2 separate regions of the Sus scrofa genome follow, and region 2 is linked to region 1. The links are chromatin contacts, called in public Hi-C maps. All regions are on one chromosome and are shown on one strand. The core of a region is the stretch at or near the end of the contact, and the rest is flanking DNA. Distances in the headings are between cores, read along the strand shown. Region 1 holds the start of GPRC5C (G-protein coupled receptor family C group 5 member C). Region 2 has its middle 10 kb from the start of GPR142.

Evidence for each region. A called contact is a pair of places that touch in the nucleus more often than the background predicts.
Region 2: a contact with region 1 is called in a Hi-C map of skeletal muscle, with 6 times the contacts expected there. The contact joins the enhancer-like site here to the promoter of GPRC5C in region 1. A contact is called at or near these places in 9 of 47 Hi-C or Micro-C datasets (embryonic fibroblasts, epiblast stem cells, heart right ventricle and 3 more) and 1 of 2 datasets of contacts at active chromatin or transcription factors (skeletal muscle).

Annotation. Positions count from the first base shown.
Region 1 is chr12:6,713,031-6,717,521 of Sscrofa11.1, forward strand. It overlaps GPRC5C (G-protein coupled receptor family C group 5 member C), which reads right to left and starts at 2,249. Exons shown (of 6, transcript XM_021068072.1): 1 at 1,958-2,249; 2 at 1,557-1,820. The coding sequence starts at 2,249.
Region 2 is chr12:6,752,867-6,757,357 of Sscrofa11.1, forward strand. No RefSeq gene overlaps it. Among named protein-coding and RNA genes, the nearest start is that of GPR142, 10 kb to the right of the region's middle. Within about 2 kb of position 2,580, at least 32 of the 83 cell types and tissues checked have an H3K27ac peak or open chromatin away from gene starts, as enhancers often do. A contact at or near this core is called in embryonic fibroblasts, epiblast stem cells and skeletal muscle, where this site is marked.

The DNA of each region.
Region 1 (4,491 bases), core at 999-3,498:
CCCCACCCCCGCGCCCCAGGTCTGAGTCAGCCCAATCCAGTTCCAGAATCCCCCCTTCCTCCCTCTTTCCCTCTCCAGGGGGAGGCAGAGGGCCTTCAGCAGAGTGGTGGGCTCAGAGGCCCAGCCAGCCCTGACTGGGCTTCACATAGCAAGCAAGGATGAGGCAGCCGGGTCTTCCCATCTTTCCAGAACCTCCTTCCTCACTCCCAGACCGTCCACACAGAAGTCTAGCAACCACCCTAAAAAGAGCAACGTGGGCTTCATGATGCTCCCGGTCTGTATCCCCCCCAGAATATCATACAGACCCACAGCCAGTGGTCACCTTCAAGGATGCCATGACCCCTTAAAGGCCCCTCTCAGAGGCACTGAAGGTCACCCAAAGAGGCCAGAGAGCGTGCTCCTTCCTCCCCCGTCTGCCAACACTTAGCTGCCGGTGAAGACAGACAGACCCACCACTGAGAGCCTCCCCACCTCCTCCCCTTCTCCCATCCATCTCCTTCTTTCTCTCCCCCCTCCAGGTTAGGTCCTGTCATCTAACCAACTCTGCTCTCGGGGCTCTGGTGTTTAAACCAACCAATAAGAAGAGAGGTGCCTGTAAGGAGCTACCTCTGGGGTGGGGAGGGGAGTTAGAGGGCTTCCTGGAATCCCAGCCTAGATCTTCACACCGACGGTGGGCATTTGGCCCCCAATTCCCTGAGCATTCTCAAACTCTTGGGTCTTCAAACCAAGGTCCCGATCTTAGCCTCTCGGGAAGGCGCACCATTCCCCTCCTGCCACTCCACCCCACCCCACCCCACCCCCCGGCCACAAATAAAGGCAGAGAGAGAACTGGCAGGAGCACAAAAGCCAATTTCAACATATTCTGGTCCCCCTGCTTCAGGATCAAGACCGTGGAGGGGTTTTGCTGGGTTTAAAACTGCAGGGGGTCTAGGGGTGGAGGGAAGCAATTCAACCCCCGCGGCTGGGAAGGGCAGGAAACTCCGCGGGGGGCGGGGAGGAGCGGGGAAAGGAAAGGCATCTGGAAGCCACGCTGCCAAGAGTAAAGGGTCTTTGACCGAAACTGCGAACTTCTCGAAGGCAAATTCTGAGCCCTCCCCTCCCTACTCCGCCCCGGTGCTGGGATCTACTCCCACGCGCGTCTGGATGGCGGAGAGCAGGGGAGCCAGCCTCCCCCATTTCCTCTGACCACAGAAACCTGCCCTCCTCAACCAAGGTAGCGGCCAGCAGAGAGGACGCCAGCCCCCTGGTCGCTATTGACCGTGGACTCGCGCAGAGAGGCGCGGAGGCTGGGGAGGGCAGTCCTTGGAGACCCTGATGGTGCAGCTCTCCCTCGCCGCCAACGCGGAGCCGCAGCGCCGGGCTTCCCACACCCCTAGTCCCCAGCCCGCTCGTGTTCGGAAAGTTTCTGAGACCGAGCGGAGTAGGATCGGCGTCCTCCGCCCCCGGGTTCTCCACCCCTGGGGCCTCTACCTTCGCCCACTCCCCACCAGTCCGACCCGACCCTACTCTTCCGGGCGGCCAAGGCGAGGGCGGAGCGGGAAGGCAACAGCCCTTACCTGGGACGCGCCGCCTGCCCAGCTCCGGCGCGGCGTTTGGGGCCAACTCCAGGCGGGGCGCACGCAGGGGTGGGAGGGACTCCGGGTAGGGCGCGGGGCCAGGCCCAGCCGGGACCTGGAGTGGCGGGGCCCCGGCAGGGGATCGGGGCGCACGGCCTGCCTCTCCGCGGGACCCGGGCTGAGCTGGCCTCGCTCCGTCGCTTGCTCTCGCGCTGGCCTCTCCCCAAGCTCGGCTCCTTTCTCTCAGCGAGGGTGGGCCGGCGTCTGCATCACCGTGACATCACCTCCATTCAGGCGCTTATCGGGCGCCCGCAGCGCTCCAGGTACGTGCGATCCGCTTACACAGTAACAAAGCCCGGCCAGCCCTCCTCCCACGCCACCCCACCCCACCCCCGACTCACCTCCGGGCTGCGGACGAGTCGCACTTTCCGGCTTCGGAGGGAGATCGGAGTTTCTGGCCAAGCTGGCTTGTGGGTTGTTGCTGTTTACTGCCACGCCCCCGCACGCGGGCGCGCGCACACACTCACGCGCACTCACTTTCTGGACTCGGCTTTCTCTCTGGAAAGCGGTTTGGGGTGCCGCCCAGCACACCTCGCGGGCGGGCTCTCCCTCTCCGCACGTCCCAGTGCGCGCACGCAGACACGCGCGGGGGCCACCTTGGTGCGTCTCTCCGTGGCGGACTCCTAGTCTTTGTCACCTTGGTCCTGGCTCTCCCGTGAGACACACGCGGGCCACAGTTCGCTGCTCCGGGCTAGAGCGAGACCCACACGCAGACACGAAGTCTGTTTGTGTCACGCTTTCTGTGCCCCCTCCCCTCCCCGACTTTGCACACGTGGACACACACACACAGAGTGTCCGCCTCTTGCACGTCCGATCCTTCCCCGGCACTCGGTCACCAAGTTTGTGTGGGATCGCCCCTGCGCGCGCCCCTAGCACTGCCGTGGGCCGGGCACAGAATCACTCAGGACACTGGGCAGAAGTCGCCCTAGGTCCGACCGCCCGGCGCCTGAGTTTCCTGCGATCGCCCCGACACCTTAGCGCGCGCTCTCCTCCCCGCGCCCCCGTTCCCTGTTCCGACTTGTCCTAATTAGCCTTCACGATTCTGTTCCCCGAGGTACAGCGTTTAAACCGGCTCCCGCGGTCTCTGCGCTCTGGGACACATCGGCCTGACAGCGAGTCCTGATCCCCCCGCCGCCTGGGGACTTTTCCACGAGTTCGGGTACCCCCTCCCCATGCCCCACCCTCACCACCTATCCCCGGGTGGATCAGCGAGTTGCCACCCTTTCCCCTCCGGCTCCAGGATCAGCAGAGGGGGAACTGCCGAAAAGGGGAAGCGAATCCAAGCTGGGATCGCTCCCGCCCAGTAAACAAGAGATTTTCCGGCCGCCTTCCCCGGGGGCCGCAGGCTCCGCGGGAGGTGGGCTGCGCTGTCCGGGGGCGCCCAGCGGGGCCTAGTTAGCTAGCGCCGGAGGCCCGGAGGGGCTGCGGCATACCGAGAAGGGAGAGGTTGCTGGGCCTGGCTGGGGCCCAGGGGACGCGAAGGGAGGGCAGAGCGCCGGGTCTCTGGGGTGCTGGTTCTCGTGACGCCGAGTTGCCTGGGGGATCGCCAGCAGCGCGCAGTTGGGGCCAGCCGGTGGCGGGGCGGGCAGCTGGGCATGTGAGCCGGGAGCACCCGGGAGGGGGCCGGGAATCCAGGGGGCGGGGGTGGTGGCGGCTGGTCACGGGCGAGGGGGTTGCAAGGTGGAGGGAGGGCGCCGGGAGGGGAGGGGTACCTCCCGGGCAGTTTGTTTGCGTGTCTCAGTCTATGACAACCAGAAGTCAAACTCAATGAATCACCGGGAGCTGCCAGAGCGATAAACCCCAGGCCGGCTCCTCCCCTCGCAGGCCAGCTTTTCGGACTCCTGGAGGCAAGGTTTGCTTAGCGGCCAGAACTGGCTTTGGGGCCCTGGTTTTCTAGAACTCTGTACCTCTTCCTGCGCCTGGCCCTCGCTGGCTGGCCTGGGAAATGTGGTGAAAGACTGAATTGTTTCAGTTCTTTTCAATATTAAGAGGAAGAGCAGGAGTTCCCATTGTGACTGGTGGGTTAGGAATCCTTAGTATCCAGGAGGATGCCGGTTCAATCCCTGGCTTCGCTCAGTGAGTTAAGCCTCTGGCTCTTGCAGCAAGCCGGGGTGTAGACTGAAGATGTGGCTCCAGTCTGGGGTTGCTGTGGCTGCTGTATAGACCCACAGCTGCAGCTCTGATTCCACCTCTAGCCTGGGAACTTCCATATACCTCGGGTGTGGCCCTAAAAAGAAAAAAAAAAATAAAAAAGAGGAAGAGCCCGTGTCTGCCACAGAGTTGGGCTTTTGGTCCCCCTCCCCCTACTCCACCTCCTACCCCACCTCTCAGGGGATGCAGACAGCTGCTAAGGGCCAGGCAGTGGGACCCTCCCACCCTGGGGCAGGGAGCGGCAGGTCAGACTTAGCAGAAATTAATAAGTCACTCGGGCCTCTGACTAGTTTTCATTAACTGGGCAACCTATGCTCAAACCAGGTTGCTGGGAGGGCTCGCTTATTAGCATATGTGAAAAGCAGATTCTTGGACCCTGGGAAAGGTGTGGGCGAAGACTGACCTGCAGGGAGACACCCAGGGGTTCTGCATCCGTCTCAATTTGCTTCCAAGTTTTGGAAACCCCTTCACCCTCCAGAGACCTCCCCCAAGAGACAGGTGTCCCCGTTCGCTCTGGGTCTAGGCAAGGGTAAGGATGGGCTCTCAGGTGCCTGGCCGCCCACAGGTGCTGGCCTACACATGGGCCTGGACACCTCAGCAAGCTGAGCTCTGCCCTCGGCCAGCCCGGTGGGATGACAGCAGTGGGAACATAAGGCACTTTTCTGAGAACGGTTTGCTCTCTGCCGTTCCACCCCATCTCCCTCCTGAACAGGATCTGCCTCCA
Region 2 (4,491 bases), core at 1,330-3,829, 40 kb after region 1:
CATGAGGACAAAGGTTCAAACCCTGGCCTCACTCAGTAGGTTAAAGATGCAGCATTGCCATGAGCTGTGGTATAGGCCACAGACACGGCTCGGATCTGGTGTTGCTGTGGCTGTGGTGTAGGCCGGCGGCCTCAGCTCCGATTGGACCCCTAGCCTGGGAACCTCCGTATGCCACAGTGTAGCCCTAAAAAGACACACACACACACACACACACACACACACACAAGAACCCAACTAATATGCATGAAGTTCGATCCCCAGCCTTGCTCAGTGGGTTAAGGATCCGGTGTTGCTGTGAGCTGTGGTGTAGGTCACAGACACAGCTCAGACCTGGCATTGCTGTGGCTTTGGCATATGCCAGCAGCTGCAGCTCTGATTCAACCCCTAGCCTGGGAACTTACATATACCGTGGGTGCAGCCCTAAAAAACAAAACAAAAACAAAAACAAAAAAAAGAAAGAAAGAATGAAAAAAAATTACTGAGAGCATGCTCTGAGTACTGGTGCAGGAGCTGCAGTTTAGGGTTCCAGAAATTTTGCCTTCAGAAGTCTGAAAGGAGGAGTCCCTGGTGGCTCAGTGGATTAAGAATCCGGAGTTGTCACTGGTTACTGCTGTGAGGTGGGTTTAATCCCCAGCCTGGGAACTTCCACACACTGTGGCTGTGGCAAAAAAAAAAAAAAAAAAAAAAAAGAAAGAAAGAAAGAAAAAAGAAAAGAAAAAACAAACAAACAAACAATATGCAGACAAAACATAGTCCCTGTGAACTGAACCTCCCAGAAGTCCACAGACTTGGAGGGATTGTATTACTTGCTTTTCAGTTTGTTTGCTTTTTGCTTGGCACCTGCGGCACATGGAAGTTCCCAGGCCAGGATTGAACTTGCACCACAGCAGTGACCTGAGTCACTGCAGTGATAATGCCAGGTCCTTAACTCGCTCCGCCACCCTCTTATTTTTTTATTTTTTTGTCTTTTTGCCATTTCTAGGAGCACTCCTGCGGCATATGAAGGTTCCCAGGCTAGGGGTCGAATCAGAGCTGTTGCCGCCGGCCTACACCACAGCTCACAGCAACACCGGATCCTTAACCCACTGAGCAAGGCCAGGGATTGAACCTGCAACCTCATGGTTCCTAATTGGATTCATTAACCACTGAGCCATGACGGAAACTCCTCCTCCACCCTCTTAAAGTCAAAAATATGCAGCAATCAGCCCACCTGCCAGTCACTTCTCAAACACCAAGCTCCTGAGTGTAGGGCCTTTGGAAGCCCTCTCGATGGACAACTTGGAAAAACCCTTCTCCTCTAGCTCCACCCCACGGGATGTCTGGAGGCCAGGTCTGTGGTCCCAAAGTGGACATGCAGTTCCCAGGGCGGTGCTCCCCAAACCATCTCATCTCTGGCCACTAGCCCAGGGGGCACCTGACCCAGAAGGGACACCCCAACATAGACCCCAGTTCCCATGTTCCCTGGCCCCAGGCCAGCAGCCATTTCAGCAGGTGGAAGGGACTTCCAGCAGCCCTGCCCGAGCCCCAGCGCCCCTCACCAAGGAGCCCTCTGACCTCCGATCCCTGCCCTCTTTTCTTCATCCCTGAGCCACTAGGTCCCCCAGTCCTTCTTCCTGGAAAAGGGCTCCTCCACCCCGTCCTCTTCCCGGGGCCTCAAAGTCGTCTCTGAGACCATAGCCTTCCATTTAAAGCCAACTCACACCTCCCTGCTCCTTTCCCTCCGCTAACTCCCCTCCCCCCACCGTCCCGCCCCCACCCTCCGGGGGGTGGGGGGGGAGGGGAGGGGAGGGGCAGATCCGCGGCCACCGCGTCTGGGCATCTGAGCATTCCTCTCCCTCGGCCCGGCCCTGCCGGCTAAATATACCTCTAGGAGGAGTCCGGGAAGGCACCACCACAGACCTCGTTAACTCTTTCACATCCAGCAGCCCCGGAGAGAGGGCAGACGGGAGGGGGCGCGGGGGGTGGGGGGCGCTGGCAATCCGGTGGGAGGGGCTCCCAAGGCCACAGGGAGGACCCAACTCCTCCCACCGGCCTAGGGGATGGGGACCTGGGGTCAGGGGTGGGAGGTGACTTTGGGGAGGACCAACTGTGACCTCACCACCCCCTCCCCGCTCCTGCCCAGAAGGAGGAAACAGGTAAAGAGGCGGGCAGGTGGGGACTCTGTGACTCTAACCTCTTGGCAGCGGAGAGGCTAAGTCCGGCCCTAAGCCACGTTCTCCAGGAGGGACCTGGAGGATGGCCTCGCCTCTGCTTTCAAGAAAGTGAGGGAGCCCCCCCGGGGGGGGGGGAGGCTCCCCTTCTCTGCCGGGCGGCTCCCCTCCACTGGCTCGTTGAGCAGAGGTGTGAAGGCTGGAGCTGGCCTCAGTCAGAAGAGGCTCTGGATCGGCCTCCTCCTTTCCTTCCCTAAATAGAGGGCCAGGGCCCTAGCATGGCACCCCCCCCCCGGCCTAGGTCAGCCTCCTTGCCCCCAAAGGTGCCCCCGGAGCCCCCCCCCCCAAGCCTCCTAGGATCTCCTGGTTGGAGAGCAGGCAGCATCCTGGGAGCCCCACCCTGGGTCCCCTCTGCCCTGGGTCCCAGCTCTGCTCATGACTCACTGTGGGGTTCCCTCCCTCCTCACTTTCCGGCGCCTTTCCCTCCATCCTTGTCCTGTGGGGCTGATGCCAACGTTCAAACTCCCTTGGTGGGGAGGATGCCCAAGTGGCCACCACGGACAGGAACCGCTGGCCAGGGGTGGGATCTGGGTGGAACCTGGGACCCCAGAGTCACTGACTGAGGCCCTGGGGCTCTTCAGAGCACGGAAGGCAGGCGGCCAGATCCGAGGCCGCAGGAGGGACTGGCTGGACCCTGCGCATGCAGGGTGGAGGGACGAGCACAATGAAAGGGCCCTTCACACAGTGCCACGCTGTGAAACCTTTCCAACCGCAGGAAGGATCTGAGAAACCTGCAGTGACCTGCCGCCCCCCGCTGGCTAACCCCAGCTTGGCAGGAGAACGTGGCTTCTGTGGCTTCAGGGTGGAGGAGAGGGACAAAGGGAGCAGCTGAGCCCTGCCTTCCACAGTGCTCCCCGCTGGCTGTGGACAGGGGGCAGGCACTGTTTCTTTGCAATAACTTAGATCCGCCTAGAAATCTGGCTTAAAGCCCTGCCCCTGGGGCTCCTGGTCCCGTCGGTCCATCCCGCCAGTCTTGCAGCGCCCCCTGCTGTCTGAGCCCATAGATACAGGCCAAAGGGGGAGCTGGGCCTCAGGACCCTTCCAGGAGGCCAAATTTTCCCACTGACAGAGTTTGGGCTTCAGGGGAGGTGGCGGGAAGGGGGAGCGGCACAAGATTCCCAAGACACCCCCATGTCAACGACAGTCCTGTTGTCCCTGCCAGCGCATCTATAACCTGGCTGACAAAGGGCTCAACATTTAATTCAATAAATAAGTATACTCTTCCTCTCTGGGGCACCTCCCCTGGGCCTGGTTGCTGAAAACAACAGATCTTCCAAAAGTCTGGCTTCTTGTCCCTATCATGCCCCCACCCATCCCAGGACGACACGGGCAGCTGTGGGTTTACCCAATTAGCCTGAAGTGGACTGGATGTGGCGTGGGGCGGGCAGGGGCGGGACTGGGGAAGTGAGAACAGGCCTGGGGGCTCTGACAGCCACATAAGAAACTATAGGAAGTAGGTGCAGATAAGAGGGCATCTTTGGCAAAGCTGGAAAGCTGTGCAAACTTTCAGCCCAGCGTAGAATGGAAAAACACTGCTGGAGGTGGGAGCACTAAAGGGAGTCCAGGAGACTCGGCAAACAATGTATTTATTCTCCTGTCTGAGAACCAATATGAGCAGCAGAGGGATCCTTAACCCACCGAGCAAGGCCAAGAATCGAACCCGCAACCTGATGGTTCCTAGTCAGATTCTTTAACCACTGAGCCACAATGGGAACTCCAGACACCCAATCATGATTAAGAAAGTAGGAGAAACTCTTCTGAAATAAAAGATACAGTCAGTGTGGAATTTAAAAGATCTATAGCAGACTTGGGGGAACTGGTTGTTTTTTTTTCTTTTTTGGCCACACCTCTGGCATGTGAAAGTTCCCCCTGTGCAACAAGAGAACTTCAAACTCTGGGAAACTTCTTGAAGAAAGACACTTGTCTTCAGATATTTTTCATCACAGTTTAATCAAAAAACATCAAGATCTTCCAAGAATCCAGGAAGAAAGATGATGTTTAAGATTCAAAACCTACACTGAATCCTGCTACTGCAACCAGCAGTAAAAATGGGAGAAAAAAGAATGTATACATGTATGTGTAACTGGGTCACCATGCTGTACAGTAGGAAAAAAAAATGAACTGGGGAAATAACAACAAAAAAATTAAAAATTAAATTAAATTAAATTTAAAAAAGAAAGAAAAATGGAGGGGGTTCCCATCATGGTGCAGCGGAAACAAATCCAGCTAGCATCCATGAGGACTCAGGTTTGATCCCTGGCCTTGCTCAGTGGGTTAAGGA